3 separate regions of the Mus musculus genome follow, and regions 1 and 2 are each linked to region 3. Evidence: chromatin contacts called from public HiChIP or PLAC-seq and promoter capture Hi-C data. All regions are on one chromosome and are shown on one strand. The core of a region is the stretch at or near the end of the contact, and the rest is flanking DNA. Distances in the headings are between cores, read along the strand shown. Region 1 holds the start of Zfp772 (zinc finger protein 772). Region 2 holds the start of Zim3 (zinc finger, imprinted 3). Region 3 holds the start of Zfp78 (zinc finger protein 78).

The links. Promoter capture Hi-C pulls out the DNA fragments that hold promoters and counts their contacts. HiChIP or PLAC-seq counts read pairs in DNA pulled down with a chosen protein or histone mark.
Region 1: an H3K4me3 HiChIP or PLAC-seq map of bone marrow-derived macrophages shows a contact between it and region 3, with 4 times the contacts expected there. The contact joins the promoter of Zfp772 here to the promoter of Zfp78 in region 3. A contact is called at or near these places in 5 of 39 promoter capture datasets (cranial neural crest, liver, maxillary cranial neural crest and 2 more) and 2 of 115 datasets of contacts at active chromatin or transcription factors (astrocytes and bone marrow-derived macrophages).
Region 2: a contact with region 3 is called in a promoter capture Hi-C map of hippocampal neurons, with 4 times the contacts expected there. The contact joins the promoter of Zim3 here to the promoter of Zfp78 in region 3. A contact is called at or near these places in 8 of 39 promoter capture datasets (cranial neural crest, embryonic stem cells, frontonasal cranial neural crest and 5 more) and 4 of 115 datasets of contacts at active chromatin or transcription factors (bone marrow-derived macrophages, embryonic stem cells and stem cell-derived neural progenitor cells).

The regions. Positions count from the first base shown.
Region 1 is chr7:7,208,602-7,212,178 of GRCm38.p6, reverse strand. Zfp772 (zinc finger protein 772) reads left to right here and starts at 2,181. Exons shown (of 5, transcript NM_145577.2): 1 at 2,181-2,461. The coding sequence starts at 2,384.
Region 2 is chr7:6,974,924-6,978,247 of GRCm38.p6, reverse strand. It overlaps Zim3 (zinc finger, imprinted 3), which reads left to right and starts at 1,586. Exons shown (of 7, transcript NR_036631.2): 1 at 1,586-1,687; 2 at 1,778-1,864; 3 at 2,947-3,014. It also overlaps the pseudogene LOC115485607.
Region 3 is chr7:6,361,334-6,364,844 of GRCm38.p6, reverse strand. Zfp78 (zinc finger protein 78) reads right to left here and starts at 1,537. Exons shown (of 5, transcript NM_001025163.1): 1 at 1,498-1,537.

The DNA of each region.
Region 1 (3,577 bases), core at 932-3,431, 850 kb before region 3:
CAGATATTTACACTAAGATTCATGACAGTAGTGAAACTACAGTCATGAAGTAGAAATGATAATTTATGGCTGGGGGTCCCCATAACAAGAGGAACTGTGATAAAGGGTCCTAGGATTAGAAAGAGTGAGCACCACTGCTCTTGCACATGGTTGCCTAAAGTAGAAATTCAGCATAAGTGATATGATAAGGGGGAAAGCAGCTACATAAATTTAATCATCTGAATCGACATGGTAGGTGAAAAAAAGTGACTTTTCTAAATTGTACTCTGACTTGCATAAGTGTAGGAACATACACAAGCACACACCTTTTTTAGGTGAGTAAGAACTCATGAATTTATTGTCTTCATTACAAAATCAGCATAGAACTAAATCATTGTGCATTGGTGTTGGCTACATCTCTGTCTCCATCTGTCTCTCTGTCTCTCTCTGTCTCTCTGTCTCTCTGGTTTGTTTGTTTGCTTGCTTGCTTTTTGAGACAGGGTTTCTCTGTGTACTCTGGCTGTCCTGAAACTCACTCTGTAGTCCAGACTGACCTTGAACTCCATCATATGTCTGCTATATGTACCAATGCCACACGGCCGCAAACACCATCTTTATAAGAGTAAAATTAATAAATAAAATTGGACTGTAAGACTGGATCACTATCAGGGACATCAGCCCTCTGCCTGGGCTTAGGACCCACACACCAGGGTGCTGCAACAATCAGGTAAGCTAAGGATTCTCTGCCACCCATCCAGCATCAACAGGCCAGCAGACAGGGATGTGCAGAGAGGCACATGGATAGGGGCGTTTGTACCCAAGGCTTAGACCAGTTATACTGTGGTGGTGCAGACTTCAGACCTGTCTCAGCTCCAGGGGAAAACCTTTTCTCCCTCTCCCTCTCCCTCTCCCTCTCCCTCTCCCTCTCCCTCTCCCTCTCCCTCTCCCTCTCCCTCTCCCTCTCCCTCTCCCTCTCTCCTTTCTTCCTTTCCTCTGAGTCAGGCTTTCTCTGTGTAGCCTTGGCTGCACTAGATGGTAGACTAAGCTAGCCACAAACTCAGATATCCACTAGGATTATATGTATGCACTAACAACTCCCACCACTCTTCCTGCCTTTCTGCACACAGTGGGTTCTGGTCAACATAGTTCAGACAGTTAGCCATGGATACCAGGGCAGTTGCAGAGATGGACAGTGGAGAAGCAGTGTTAAGGAGTTAACAGGACTCCCAGCAGACTAGATCACAGTACATATGCTCCAGTGTTCCCTTTCCCCGGGAAGCTGCTACTCGAGTCTTTCCTTTGAAGTGAAGTGCATCCTCAGTGCCACACCAAAGTCATTTTCTGGGCTGAATCCCGTAATGCATCCCCAAATTTCTCTTAGCATGGGAATGCATAATAGAAAAGTTATTCGTGATGACCTCCTGTCTGATGTGTATAACTGAGAAGAGTTTGAATTCTTGAGATCAGTGGTGAAAGGATACTCGATTCCAAATATGTCCTTTCTTTCTTCCTCTATGGTAATTTCCTAAGTTTTCTTTGCAAGAAGACCTGTCAGGTATCATTCACACAAAGACCTATAACCTGTTGGGTCTTAAATCCAAGGCAAAAATGTTGAACTAAAGTGTCCATTAACATATCAAACTGGACAGTGGCCTCTCAGCATCCCTCTGTTCCTGGCTGGCATGCCTCCCCCCAACCCCCAGCCACCACACAGCCCAAACTCCCCAGTCCAGGTGATCCCCTGGGCTTTCCTCCTTCCAGCTCCTCTGACCACTCTATAACTCAGCCACTTTTAGCTGTGCTAGTCTCTTGGCTCAGGTGGTCCCTCTTGGTTGGAGGCCCCTCTTTCTCTTTTCAGATCTCCTCTCCTCACATGGCCCAGCTTAGGGTCATGTTCACTCTGTAAGGTTTTCTGTCTGGTCTGGAACTCACTGTGACAGGCTAGTTTCTAATCCCAAACATCAACTTGCCTCTGCCAGCAGTTCTGGAATTCAGGAGTGTTTCAGCAAGCCCGGCTTTTGGAGCTCAAGGAAATATTGACACATCTATAATCACAACACTCTCCCTAACAGATTGAGTGTAAGGCTCCATCTGGGGAGGTGTGTCCACTTCCTGGCGCTTGATCACGTCTGAACTACATTGTCCAGAAGACATTGCACCGAGAAAAGCCAATGAAAATAGGCGCGTTAGTGACGACAAAAGGACGCTGGGCGGGACTTTCGGCTTTGCGTGCAGGAGGTTCTTTGAAACTTTCTGGATCTGTCAGTCTGCTTCACAGAAAACTGGTTTTATCAGTATTGGTCATGGCAGGAAAACTGTAGAGTTGAGGCGTTTTTCCTCCGTCACGGAGACGGAGCTGAGGTTTTCGACAGCCCGTGTGATCTAATCCAAGCTTGGAGGAGGGATGGCCACATCCCAGGGCCCGGCTGGCCAGTGGAGCCCAATGGTGATTGTGGAGGCTGCGGGTGGAGCCCTGCCCCAGGTGAGTGCCTAGTGATCGCCCACCTACCTGAGTTCTAGAGCGCTGAGATCTGGGTCAGGAGCCAACAGGGTAGACTCCCATGTCCCCGACTGTAGGGCACCGGTGGACGAAATTATGGTAGTTGGGTTGTTTTGTTTTGTTTTGTTTTGTTTTTGTCATCTGTGTGCTAGATCGCTTGAGCCATCCCATCTGACTCAGTGTGGTGGACTGTACCTCTCAAGGCTTGTGGGAGGGCCTGAGCTCTACTGGCATTAGATGAGGGAATTAGATTAGATTCTGGTGGCCAAGAAGATTTGAACAGGTGAGAGATTCCATCTAGTCAGTTTTCTGAGCATGGGGTGGGGGTAATATGGGTGTAGGCAGAGACCTGTGAATCCTTGGGTAAATCCTGTGCACTCATGTTTGAGTTGGAATGCAAGCTGTAGCAGGGGTGGGGGAGTTGTAGGGTGGGTGATGGTGGTGTTCAGATCTTTGATGGAGTTATTTTATTCTCTCTGTATGCCCCTCTCCCCCACCTCCTTTCCTCCTCCACCGCCCCCAGGAGGCCTGGTGGGCTCCTGCTCTCCCTCCCTCCCTCTACCCTTTCCACTCTCTCCTCTTCCGTCTTCCTTAACCCCTCTCCCTATTCCTTTGCCTCTCTCCCTCTCCCTCCCCCTCCCCCTCTCCCTCTCCCCTCCTTCTCCCTCAGACTGGGCCTCTCTATGTAGTCATGGCTGTCCTGTCTCTCTATGTACCAGGGTGTCTTCAAACTCAGAGAGATTCTTCTATCTCTAACTCACAAGTGATGAGATTAAAGAACCCTTTGTTATATTTTTACTTTATTCATTTACTTTTGATCTAGGCTCAAACTCACTGTTTACACCACACTAGCCTCAAATTCACAGAGATTTGCCTTCTTGTGGGTTAGGGTCTCCTTTGGGTAAGGGCTGCCAACTGAACTCTGGTTCATGGTGGAAGAGCCCTAATCGGAGCCAACCACTCCTACCTTTCCAATGAGTTTTAAAAACTCAGCCATCAGGATGTGCTGCTGAACTAAGTGTAGCTGTGAGGGAAAATTAAATTAAAAATAATTTTATTTTTTAAATAATATTACTAAGTTATATTAGTAATTAAAAT
Region 2 (3,324 bases), core at 337-2,836, 610 kb before region 3:
TAGCCAGACACAGTCCTAGAACCCCATGGTGCCCACTGTGCTCTTATGCTCTGAGCTCTTGAGATAGGCCACCTTGATCTGCCATGCAGCTCAAGAGCCTCCCCTAGGATCCTGACCCTTGGTAATCAGACCTCTGTTGTGCAAGTGGGACCATAGTTAAGAATTTGCAGTGTGAACCTTGTGTGACAACCCTCAGCATAATGAAATGTAATTTTTGTTATACTAACTGCGTGTATCTGCCTAACATCGGGCAGGCAGGTTAGAGGCCAGTGGAGAAGCTTCTGCTACAGGCCTCACATGCTATCTGAAGATATTCTTTTAGCTTTCAGGTTGGTGGAAGCTAGCAGTCGGCTACGGCTACTTTGACACATCCAAAATGTTTCATCTGTGCTTCACAATGACTTTAAGTTAGACGCTGTGATGGGCAAGGAATAGTCAGCTATAAGGGAGCTAAAAATGGCCCAAGATAATTAATATCCAGGTTCTGACCCGCAACATTCCAATCACTCCACAGTTACTGGCATTCTAATAGATCTGCTGTCAGGTGCAGCATCTTTCCAGAAATTACAGTTCACACTGAGCATCTTTAGGACGCATCCAGGAACACGGACAAATTTCGTAGGACCACTGACAAATTTGGTGGCCCCACTGTGCTCCCCCCCCACCACCACCACCACCAATGACAACGGTAGAGCTCAATCCAGGGGGCTGTATCGGCTCCCGGGACCTTTCAACAAGCAGGGATTTAAAAGCTCACATGTCAGAGTCCACTCACCTGTGTGTGGTCCTTGCCCGGCCACCATAGTCGGATTATCCGTGGGCGGGGTGAGATGGACGGAGCGCCTTGCAGACCTCAGGAAAACCTCCCCACGCCTGTCCGGCCTTGGCTTGGTGACAGGGAAACTGGCTGGACTCGAGACCGCGGGACCTTCCGTGGAGATGGTAAACCACTAACTACCCTTGGCTGCTGCAGACTAAAGGACGAGGGCTTAGAGGTCGCGGCCCGCCGGAGGAACACACCACACAGGTTTGCATGGACTTCCGGAGAGAATTTTTATCTTCCGGTCCTTTTCAAATCCCGCTACAATCCTGGAAAGTGTCCCTTGGCTCCCTCGCACTCCAGTCCCCTGGAACCAAAGTGCTGAGGCCATGGCGTGCCAGTAACCCGGAAATGAACCACGGCTTGTTAGATTATTGGGCTCACGCACAGCGTAGTCTGGGTAATGTGGTCTTCATAGGTTTTTCTCACGGTGTCCGACAGGACTAACAGTGCGTAAGTCTCGCCCAGTGTGAAAGACGTTAAAAGTCCCAGTTTCTTTCAAATGTGGGGGCATCTAGAAGATGGAGTTTGTGGGAAAGGACTCACAGATAGGGGTGAGACTGGCATTCTTCAGCCAGTGAAATAAAGCTTGGGAAGCAAAGGGATTTTTGCCCATCTAAGGGTCAGTGCAAAGGTGTGGATCCCAGCACTCAGCGGATCTCATGATGTGTCCCTTTTAGACACTGCCTACGAAGATCGTCTTCTAAGACAACAGAAAATGTAGCTTAATATTCTTCATGAGGAAGATGGAAGCCTCACCTCAACATATTTGTTGCATCACCCTTACTGACCTAGGGCTTGCTTGTGTGGCAAGAACAGCCTCGACAGATGCACGACTCCTGATCTGTGAAGGCTAGGTGGTAAAGGGTAGGTGGTGGAGAGGCCTTCCCAGTTTATCCTCTCACTAGCTTCCCTCTTCTTTCTGAGATATATAAACTCTATATTCTCAACTTCCAGCCAGGCATAGCGGTACTTGCCTATGATTTCAGTACTTGTGAAGTGGAGATCGAAAGATCAGGAGTTTGAGGTCATCCCAGCCCTATAGTAAGTATGAGGCCAGCCTGGATTACATGTGACCTTGTCTCAAAAAAGACCAAAACCAACAATAAAAAACTTCCCTGAAATGACTTTCTTTAGTTCTGCATATGAATGTGATGCCTAGTTTGGGTGCCTGGTCTAAGTCACTTAACATAATGGCCTCTGTCTCCTTCCATGCTGTTGCAATTGGCAAGATTTAATTATTTTATATGGCTGACTAGTGTTCCATTATACATGCATACCACATTTTCTTTTTTTTTTTTAACTCTTTTTATTTATTTATTTATTTATTTATTTATTTATTTATTTATTATATGTAAGTACACTTTAGCTGTCTTCAGACACTCCAGAAGAGGGCGCCAGATCTCGTTACAGATGGTTGTGAGCCACCATGTGGTTGCTGGGATTTGAACTCTGGATCTTCAGAAGAGCAGTCGGGTGCTCTTACCCACTGAGCCATCTCACCAGCCCCCACATTTTCTTTAGGCATGAACATATAGGTTGATTCAATTTCTTGGCCATTCTGAACAGTGCTGCAACAAACCTACAAGAGCAGATACTTCTTCACCATCTTGATTTTATTTCCTAAGGTATTTTTGGTGCTGGTGCTGGTGGTAGCAATGAGTTTTCTGTTTGTTTATTTTGTTTGTTGGAGTCAGTGTTTTGTTACATGGCTCAGCTGGGCCTCAAACACATGGTCCTCCTTCCTCTCATCTTCTGTGCTTGGATTACAGGATTGCACCATTCAGCTATTTCCTCTGGATATACAACCAGAAGTGGGAATGCTGGGTTTTATTTTTCTTCCCTTTGAGCAGAGCTTGAACTCAAAGCCCCACCTCCACAGTGACACACTTCCTCTAACAAGGTCACACCCACACCAGTAAAGCAACACTCCAAATAGTGGCATTCCCTACGGCCAAGCATCCAAACACATACATCTATGGGTGGCCCACCCTATTTAAACCACCATGGAAACAAATACAGGGCAGTAGTTTGGGAAACTATATCGTACGGCATGTTCCAAAGAAATTCTGATCTTTGTGGGGTTTTTTTGTTTTGTTTTGTTTTGTTTTGTTTTGTTTTTTCAGTTCCAAGCAAATCTTCCTCCCCAGGGATATCTTGGCTTGAAAAAAAACAAGAAATGGATGATTTCCAGGTGAGATTTTTATTTTATTTTACTTTATTTTTTGTACAGGACCTTGAATTTCGTATCTGGCAAATAGCTTTTTACTGCCAAGTTATATCCCCAGCCCCACTGGTAATTTCTACTAAAACTTGAAATCAGGTGGGGCTGGAGAGATGGCTCAGAGATTAAGAGCACTTGTTGCTCTTGCAGAGGACCTGCGGTCAATTCCCAGCATCCACATGGTGATTCACAACCATCCATAACTGCAGTTCTAGGGAGTTCAGTATCTGCCTGTAACCTCTGCAGACACCAGGCAAGCATGTGGGGCACAGGCATATAT
Region 3 (3,511 bases), core at 288-2,787:
ACCAGCACATTTCACTCCCTGGCCCCCTTAGGCTTGTAGCCATATCATAATGCAAAAATGCACTCAGTTCAACTTCAAAGGCCTTCATAGTCTATCACAGTCTCAACACTAAAGTCCAAAGTCAAAATCTCTTCTGAGACTCATGCAATCTCATAACTGTAGCCCTGTAAAGTCAAAATTAAAAAGCAGATCACATGCTCGCAACATACAATGCCAAAGCATACACATTATTTCCAAAAGTGGGGCTGGAGAAATGACTCAGCAGTTAGGAACACTGGATGTTCCTCTAGAGGACTGGGGTTCAATTCCCAGCACCCACATGGCAGCTTACAACTGCCTGTAACTCTAGTTCCAGGAGATCCATGCCTCCAGCCATGCATTTGGTGTACATATTTGTGCATGCAGGCAAAATATCCATACAAGCAAAAATAAATAAATCTTTAAAAATAAAAACACATTCCAAAAGGGAGAGAAAGGAGCACAATAAGAAAATCAATACTGGACCAAAGAACAAAGACGGAAAACAAGCAGGGCAAACTCTAAATTCTGCATCTCTGTGTCATTCAGATCTCCGAATCCTTTCAGCTTTGCTGACTGCCACGTACTTCTCTGTCTTGGGCTGGTTCCACACTCAGGCTGCAGCTACCCCACGACTCTAGTATCTCCAACATCTTGAAGTCTCCAACACAATCCTATCTTCACTTTACCCACTTCCCTCAACGGCCTCTCAGGATTTCTATGCAGGGATACAATACTCCTGTCAGAAAGCTCTTTGAATCCTTTCCTTTTGAGTCGCTATGGACACTTCATCACGTAAGCATGGCTGTGTAAATCATTTATCTGAGTGTGGGTTGCACACGCCTGTAATTACAGCACTTGGAAGGCTGAGTTAGGAAGATCAGAGTTCCAAACTCATCCTCTACTTACATAAAGAGTTTGAGGACTGCTGGATTACATGACATTCTGTCTCGAAACATCAACAAAAGGACTGGCATCTGGTGATCAACCTCAGCTCCTGTCCTCTCCTGGATGGGGTTTGGGACTGATCCTCTAATCCCGTTTAGCGTCTGCGATGATCAGCACCGACTCTGAAACTACCTTGAGTCTTGTCAGCCATCAATCAAGAGCAGTCAACAAGGTATTTATTACTTTGGAGATTCCAAGCATTTAAGTGCTGTAATGCAGATCACTGGAAGACACACTTATCATCATACATTTCACAGTTCTCTCACAATCACAGCACTTATTTCTCTCAGACTCTGTCTCCCTCTCTCACACCGAAAACTTACAGCCCAGTTCCTTTCACACACGCACGGGCCTGGCACACCCAAGCACAGACTTAGATCCGGACGCCCAGTCGTCTGAGCTTTCGTGCCCCCTAGATTCCACGCAACCGCCTGCCTACCTCCAGACAGAAAACACAGGGACCACGAGGATCTCCCCTGCCCGCAGCGCTCGGGCTCCCACTCCCTAACAAGCGCCCGCTAGCTGCCTTACCCAGACGCTGTCAACCGAGGAACGCTGGGAGGTTTCCTACAAGCTATGTGTGCGCAAGCGCAGCCTCTGCCAGCGACGACCTAAGAGCTTAATCTGAGAAAGGTGGGGCTGAAGGGGCGTGTACTCAGCGAAGTCTGCGATGAGAAGCGGGTACTACGGAGAACAGTTTCTTAGACTGAGGGTGAAGGCAAAGCTAAGCAGAGAAGAGCAAGGGTCTCAGAAGTTTGATGTGAGGGGCTGGGCTTAGATAGGAAGGTTCCCAGAAGAAACTGGAGTAAGGGGCGGGGCTTGGTGGAGAAGGGGCGTGTTCTCAGCAGAGTCCCTGGAGAGGGCGGTACTAAGTGGGTAAGGGGCGGGAGCTTATCCGTATTAGGTGAGGGGCGGGGTTATCAAGTAGGGCGGGTTCTCAGCTCTGTGTGAGGTGAGGTGAGGGCAGGGATTAGAGGAGGGGCGGGTTCTCAGAAGAATCCGAGGTGAGGGCGGGGCTTAGCAAGAACGGTTGGTCTCCGCCTCCGGAGGTGAGGGCGGAGCTTGGAGGAGAAGGGGCGGGTTCTCAGCGGCTCGTGTGAGGGCGGTGCTAAGCATTGAAGGAGTGGGTTCTCGGCAATCTGAAGGGGCGGGGCTTAGCCAGTAGGGCGGTTCTCCTCACAGTCAGAGGTGAAGGCGGGGCTTGAAGAAGGGGCGGGTTCTCAGCAGATTCTAGAGGGCGGGACTTAGTATAGAAGGGGCGGGTTCTCAGCAAAATCTAGAGGGCGGCGGGGCTTGAGGCGAAAGAGCAGGTTTTCAGCGTAGTGCATGGTGAGCCTGGCGCTAAGCAGAAAAGGGGAGGGTTTACAGCATTCTGAGATGAGGGGCAGGGCTTAGCAAGTAGGGAGGTTCTCCCCGCAGCCCGAGGTGAGGGCGGGGCTTGAAGGAGAAGGGGCGGCTTCTCAGAGGAGTCAGAGAAAAAGGGCAGAATTTGAGGAGAAAGGCACCATTTAAGACTGTTTGCAGAACGGATTGGAGCTGTGACAGTGTGTGGCTGAGTGCGTGATTATACAGAAGGGTTGCCCAGGATTCCTAGCCGTGTCGGTTAGGGCGAGTCTTGCGCCAGCTCTTTGTTAGGCTCCCCACCCTTTCGTGAGGCTTCCCTCACACTCTTTTGTGAGCCTCCTTGATGTCACTGTCCCTTACTTAACCAAGCTCGATCTTTATTGTTAGTTTTTGAGATTATAATTTTTGTAGAGGGAGATTTGAGGTGGTTAGCCCAGACTAACCTCCGAAATGGGTAACTCTTGATCTTTCTGTATCCATTCGTTTTCTTCCAAATTGAAATCAATGGTGTGAGCCCCCACGACGCAAGGCTTGGAAGTTTGATCTTTGCGGGAAAGCTTTGCTACAATAAAAACAGCCACTATTCTACATCTGATTGTCTCCTCCCTCCCACTCATGTTGATCACCTCTGGGATCAGCAAACCAGCATATGTTTCACCTACAAAATGGGAATGTCATAATGTTGGAAGCAGCAAATACGACAATGTCATAGGAACCAAAATATAAGAGTCAGATTTTTTTTCTTTTTTTTTCTTTTTTTTTTCCTTTTTCCGGAGCTGAGGACCGAACCCAGGGCCTTGGGCTTGCTAGGCAAGCACTTTACCACTGAGCTAAATCCCCAACCCCAAGAGTCAGATTTTTTTTTCTGCCTTTTGCCAAACTAGAAATTAACCCTGCATTGAAGAACCAAGAAATCGATAGTTGTATTAAAAGCTGAAACAAATAAAACGAGGCCATGTGGATGAAGAGAGAGAAGAAGCAAAGACAGTTCCCTGGCTTCTTGGATCTTAATTTCCACAGATAAAGCAGACCTGACAAATGGGGGGCTATAAAGAAATATAAAGTAGGGAGGGTGTGTCATACATTTCCTGATTTCTTCAGATAACATTTCAACATCTTTGAAAACCTATTCCATAAAAGATATCTGCTAGTTGTCATCAATTCAGTTTTGACAGTACCTGGAATTGAAGGCTTGGCCCTA